Linked DNA regions of Arabidopsis thaliana: region 1 is linked to region 2. Evidence: chromatin contacts called from public capture Hi-C data. All regions are on one chromosome and are shown on one strand. Each heading gives the region's core, a stretch centred on a gene start, on an enhancer-like site or on the middle of the called end of the contact. The rest is flanking DNA. Distances are from core to core; before and after follow the strand shown.

Evidence for each region. Capture Hi-C pulls out chosen DNA fragments and counts their contacts.
Region 1: a capture Hi-C map of seedling shows a contact between it and region 2, with 7 times the contacts expected there. The contact joins the promoter of AT2G04645 here to the promoter of AT2G03913 in region 2. A contact is called at or near these places in 18 of 26 Hi-C or Micro-C datasets (callus, cotyledon, leaf and 5 more), 1 of 2 datasets of contacts at active chromatin or transcription factors (seedling) and 3 of 3 other capture datasets (root, seedling and shoot).

The regions. Positions count from the first base shown.
Region 1 is chr2:1,248,135-1,251,399 of TAIR10.1, forward strand. It overlaps AT2G04645 (a long non-coding RNA gene), which reads left to right and starts at 1,289. Exons shown (of 1, transcript NR_140023.1): 1 at 1,289-1,840. It also overlaps the pseudogene AT2G03960.
Region 2 is chr2:1,195,489-1,199,215 of TAIR10.1, forward strand. It overlaps AT2G03913 (Cysteine-rich protein), which reads left to right and starts at 2,352. Exons shown (of 2, transcript NM_001035890.2): 1 at 2,352-2,478; 2 at 2,622-2,797. The coding sequence starts at 2,397. The coding sequence ends at 2,761. It also overlaps the pseudogene AT2G03910.

The sequences.
Region 1 (3,265 bases), core at 39-2,538, 52 kb after region 2:
CTGTATAGGTTACGCAAGTTTTATCCTTAATAATAAAATCTTATAAGGGTACACTCTGAACTATGAAGCAATACACGCAGATTTTTTTTTGTTTTTTTTTGTTAAAACGCCTTCTTAGTTACGTTCTTATACACAAAATTTAAAACATCTAACTTTTTCAAAGAAAAAAAAAAACCTAAAACATTTATCAATTAAAAACGGAATCAATATATAAACAGTTATGATATTTAAACAGAAAAAGAATTTATATAACCATATAATTTAAGACAAAACCATAAATATTAATAAATAAATTTTTATATTTAATTACATATTTATTTACAAACAAAAGTGATTACTACCACATTTCGTGTATCGTAGTCATTAATTTGTATTTTAGACATGAGATTCAATGGATTATTTCCAGGCTGATGTAAGAAAAAGGTATATATATAATATATTCAGGCCCAGTCTAGTCGTTGGTAAAAGTGGACAAGGCCCATAAATATTTGTAGAAAATTTTCGTTAATATTTTCCTTAATGTAATGGATTTACTAATTACTATATAAACTATAACAATGAAACCATATGTAGGTTGGTAATCAAGTGTTTTCTTAAAACAATAGATTTTGTGTTTTTATCAAATAAAAAAACGTTAGAATTTGTTGTCATTAACCATGTATATGATAAATTGATAATACCTCGTGTCGATAAGTTTTCACCGGTAGAAGTAGAACTAGTCGTTTCGTCATTCCGAACTGGAACCGTTCCTGCTGGGCACTGCCAAGTGCTCACGTGGGCTTCCCATGATTTCCATTTGCTTTTCTTTTTTATTTCGAGCGGTTTTGGAAATTCGGATGGTCGTTCCTGTATAAAAAGAAGTTTTTGATTATTAATATCCTATATAAACTGATTATCAACACATAAGACAATTGATAATTGAATAAAATGATAAACATTTTAAAGAAACCTGGATTTTGTGGTTTTTTAAAAGATCATGATAAAATGCTTTCTGGTCATATATATCAACGCAGTCGACTTTTTCTTCATCTGAGGTCTGTAACAAAAAAACAGACAAATATATTAATGTATGACTTCTAAATAACCTCATCAATTGGACTATATATATATATATATATATGTATCCATTCACTTTAACCTAAATTTGAGTCGCCGAAACAGAACCTCTTAGTCTTATGCTAAACTAAAGACCGCTCATTTGTTTTTTTGGTTCTTCATCGCTAGATTTTAGTGTCTTATTAGACTCCAAAGACTTCTCTTTTGAGCTGACTTTCTAGCTAAAAGTATGATCTTTAGTGCAATTAACCTTCAGAGGATGCGTTTAAGCATTACACAATTCTGCGGAATATTTAAAATTCTTTAATTTCCAATCCTTCTATTTATCCATCGGAATTTTTTTATATTAGCTAATTCCAAAATTTGTGTTTTGAAGAAGTAGGTATTTGTACCTTAATGGTGATGAACGAATTCGAAGGGGAAACTATCACGAGGCCTAGAAAAAAGATCATCCATAGCATCATCAGCAAGAGCTCCATTGTAGAACTCTTTTTCTGTGTCACGCTTCCTCTCTCACCTTTGATATCTTTGTGTCTCTCTCTCCGGCGATCTATCTCTTTTACCGGCCGGCGATCTTTCTCACTAGCGATATCTCTCACTCTCTCCGTTTCTTAGTCGAACCCACACACCTCTCTCTCTCTCAATAGATTCATCTTTTTCTAGCTCAGCCATTGATCAGTCTCTCTCTTCACCTCCTTCTTAATTTAGTTGTGTTTCTATTTTTCAGCATGTCTCGTTCGCTTCCCAGTTTTGTTTTTTCAGACCTTTTAGGGCAAAATAAGTGTGGTTATTAGGTTGTAGATATTTTAGTAGAGACTACTGCTAATTTTTTCATACGATAAAATTATAATGCTTGTTTATAGAAGAAAAACGATTTTGTTTATATATGAAAATCTAAAATATTAAAATCTCCTGTGAAAATCAACATTTTTGACCTTCTCGATTTTAATTATGATCATTCATAGTTAATAAATTGTTATGAGTTTCTTTTTTTTTTATGAGTTGACTAAAGAATGAGAACACCATGTTCGCTTTAACGACATAACAAAAATGTTTTCTGAAATTTGTGACGTTCTTATATTCAATACATGGACTATAAATAGAAATATTCATTCTTTTCATAATTTTGGAACATTTCGAAAATAGAAACCTGCGGACACTCTGTCTTCTATTATTTGGTGGAGCCTATATTTCTGTGAATACCATTTTTTCTTTTTGTTTGAGTAGGTTAATTAGCAAATGCTACATTTTGCAAATTAGTATTGTTAACGTTACGTACTGCAAGATTAAGAACATTGTTTTTGTAACTAGCTAATAGATATTTTATTTTATTTTATTTTAACAATATAAATTAAACTTTTCCAAAGCAATTAAACACTGACTTTAACAAAATCAAACTTCTCCAAAGAACATTGTTTTTGTAACTAGCTAATAGATATTCATACCTATTTCATCGATCGTATTTCAAAGTGCACAAATTTCCTAGCCGTTTAGGAAAACATCCAAATTTTGATCACGATGAACTGATTGTGTAATATTAAATTCTTAAATTTTAATTTATTTTTTTAGTGTATGACTAAAAATATCTACCGAAAGTCTGAAACTAAATACTTAAATGTGATTTACAACATTAACTAAGTTTTTTTGACAGAAAACTGAAAAATTAAATTCGGTGGTTCGCTATACAATTTCTTTTAACAAAACTTTCTTAGATTATATTTAGTCCACAATATGATATAACATGTTTACTAAAAATACTGTGATTAAGTTTAACAAACATTATACAAATTTTTGTTTTTGGAATATATATACAACAGGAATTAAATTTGTCAACAAAAACTTTAAGACTTATTAAGATAATTATATACTTTAAACAATATACTTCCCAGTTAAACTAAAACAATGTACTTCCCAGTTAAACTAAAATTGAGTAATAATAAATATGCATGATAATTACTAAAATTGAAGTTAGCATTACTAAAATTGAGTAATAATAAATGATAAATAAGCATTAAACAAAAACTAAAATTGAGTAATAATAAATAGTAATAGTTAAACTAAAACATTTCCACAGCTTCGTCCACTTTTCCATGAAACTAAAGACAATTATCTGTTATTTGTTTTTAAGTATATTTATTACTATTACTCAATTTTAGGATAAAACTAGATTTTAAAAATAAATGTTAAAATAAAAGGTTGAAAGGAATGG
Region 2 (3,727 bases), core at 1,102-3,601:
TCTCCATATGGAGGTGGCATGTGAGCAAGTGAAGAATCAAAACTATATTTTATCATGGCAGCAAAGAAAGTAGCTATATTTTTGATCATATTAGCAAAGAAAATAGCTATATTTGATCATATCAGCAAAAAAAAAATAGAAAATAATATATATAAATTGAAATAGTAAAAGATCTCGTTATCTATAAATTCGAGACCATTTTTCTATTCTACGGATTAACAATCATATGTTTTGAATAACATTGTTTTAAAAATATCTCAACGATAATTCATCGAATACTATAGATTTTATTGGTGTAAAGGATGTAACTAGAAAACTATATATCAACACAAAAGAAAGACCATTACAAAAGGTTTGACACTAAAAAAAAAACAAAAAAAAGTTTGACTATTTTTTTGTCTTTCGCAGAAATAACGATTTTGAGAAAAGTAATTAAATTTTTAACATGGTAATATGAGAAATTAAGTAAGTAACATGAGTAGTTTTTAAAAAGTCTATTTTCTCCTTCTGATTTGGTGTAGGACGTGCGAGTGAAACACACACATAACGAGAGAATAAAGAAGAATAGAAGAAGAGAGAAAATAATGATGATATGATATTTTTTCCCAAGTGAATGTTAGATTAATTTCATAAAATTAACTAACTAAATCATCTAATAGTTTTTAATAAAACATAGATTTTTTTCTGTTTATAACATGATTTAAATTTTTGAAATCTGATACAAATTATTAAAATAGTAAATAATATTGGTCTAAAACACACCAATAAAATAGTATAAAATAAAACTAAATAGTATAGAACGAACAGAACAGTCGACAAACAAATGATGGAGCTAAACCGATCTGATCTAAAAAAACTATACCCCATGAGATACAACATTGGCAACCCAAGCAACCAAAGTAAACCGCAGTGGTGACGTTGACGATAGCGGTGATAGTGTTAACGGTAGCGGTTGTGGTGATGACGACAATGGTACTAGTGGCACTAATAGTGACGTTGATGGTGGTGATTGTGTCGATACAATTGTTGCAGTGACAATGATAAATGATCGAGTTAAACCGATCTGATCCAAACAATTATACCCTATGAAATACAACATTGGCAACCCAAACAAGTGAGATAACCGTAGTAGTGACGTTAACGGTAGCGGTGGTGGTGTGGTGACAGTAGCGGTGATAGTGGTGGCACTAACAATGACGTTGACAGTGGTGGTTGTGGTGATACGGTTGTGGCAGTGACAATAATAAATAATCATGGTGACTTCGTGTTATATGCGATAATGAAAGATAGTTATAATAAGAATTTTATATAATTTTTGTTTTATTAAGATAGAATAGAAGGAGAAAAAGACAAAGACTTAAAAAAAATTAAAAAATAAATAAAAGAACTATGTATCCTGTAACATGGACAAATATGACAATATTATAGATTGTACATAGAATATTGTAGTGGTATGATTAGAATAGCTGTTACTTAATTAAAGTTTTTTTTTGGTTATACACTCAAATTTCCCTTTTTTTTTTTGAGAGTTTGATTTTCAAAATTGCTATTACACATAATGTACATATACATCCACATTTTTGGACTATATACGAACTTGATTGACCCATATAAAATTTAGTATTTCTGTACATTGGAAAATAATTAATATTAGTGTATAGGTTACCAAAGTTTAAAAATAATAATCTTAAACATTCAGAAAGTACAGTTGCTAATTTGCTATCTTTCCAAGACTTCTCTAGCCTTTTCTCAAAAACTGCACTTTGCCCATTATACTATTTTAATTTTCGTGGACCCAATTTAGAAAAGCCCAATTGTTTTTGATCCATCCCTTGAGTGAGGACCTGTTAATCTGTTACATTGACAGAATTGCCATTGATCTAGTGATCGTAGACACAATTCTCACATTAGTTTTTTGCATGTAATTTGATATTTTAAATGATATTAATTATGAGATTCTTTCCACCTAACGAAAATTCCTCTTTGTCAAGCGGATTTTCCATTTTTGTCATCTTTCGTCAAAATTAGCAACAACATTACTTAATTGGTTATCAAAAAATCTTTGACTGTATATTTCCATGATTTGGTACCCGAAAATATAGAATTATGCCAATATATAACTATCTTGTTAATATTTTTGTACCACGAAATAATGTTAATTATCAGCAAATATGGACAATTCTTTTATGGAAAACAAATAAGTAACTAGGTGTTTTTCCTTTTTTTTAGTCGGCAATAACTAGGTTTAAAATTGAGACTCTTCTTGGCAAATATTTATATATATAAAGATTTCAGTAAAGATTAGAGAAGTATAAACTTCTTCCTCTTCTTGTTTTCTACTTGAAAGAAGAGACTCTTTCAATTCACTTTTTACAAGAGAGAATTAACAGAAAAAAATGAGATTCACTTCTATGATTTTTGTTCTTGTAGTGATACTGATAAACTCATTGTTTAACTTTAACGTTTTGGCTTCATCCGGTATGTTTTTATTGTCCAATTATTATTTTTTGTCATGTATAGTAACTATTGAATATTTTAAAACATGTTGTAATGTTTATGTGTGCGTATCTGTTACACTTTTTGTTTTTGTTTTTTTAACACTAGTTGTTAATATGTTGCAGTGATCGAAACAACAAAAAATGATGTGTGCTCTACTCCATGTACACGGAGGTATGGAACTTATGAATGTTGGCATGACTGCTTGCACGAGAGGTATAACGATGGAGGCTGTGTTGATGGACGATGTTGTTGCAAAAAGTGATAGAAATCAATGAATGGTCTCGTTTGAACGGTGGAATTTTGTTTCTTTAACATCAGATTTATGTATGCTTTTCAATGAAATAAAACTTATTTTTTGAACAACTAGAAATAAAACTAAATTTATTATATTATTGCTTCTATGACTTTAGTTACTTGTCTCCACATTTGTTTTCAAAAAAAAAAATAGTATTAAGTTTGCGCGATGCAAATACAGGAATACAGAAAAGTTTGCGCGATGTTATTCTCACTTTGTTAATTATGTTCAATGTTTATAGGATTAGTTATCGATCCCCTTTGGTTTCCTTTGTGTACTTAAATACTTCCAAGTCATGAGAAGGAATTAGACTTTAAAGTAAAAACCAAGATTTTCTGAATAATAGCGAAGATTGTGTATGTGTCCGAAAGATCATCAATTCTTATAGTAAGTGGTTATGGTCAGTAATATATTCAGTGACACCGATATGTAATTTGTCAAAAATCTTTAGATTATACAGATAAAGACCACTATGTAGACTTGTGAATGAAGTAAACATTATAGATATTGGCAGTTGCTTTGTTTTGATTTGTATATATTTTAATTAATATTGTATATTTAGATTATTTCTTAAAAAGTCTTTAATTTTGCCAATTGTTGCCTTACAAGGATCTATTTTAATAACCATAACATATGGATTACCAAAATCTACAGAAATATTAGGAAATAATTCTGTTTAAATTATATAGTTACTAACTTTACAATCTTCGTGATTTGCAGAGGTATTGTATCATGTTAAACGACTCAGAGGAGAAGCTAATGAGTGGATCTTGCAAACATTAAAGAAGGTTAGATACCTAATAAATCCTATATCCTATATTGTATAAGTAAAGACACTGCAAATATAAGATAAGTTATAACCTAAATGTTTCAAAACCGCATACATTTAAACTTTTAAACATAATCTAAAAGGCAAACGATTTTAAATCTTAC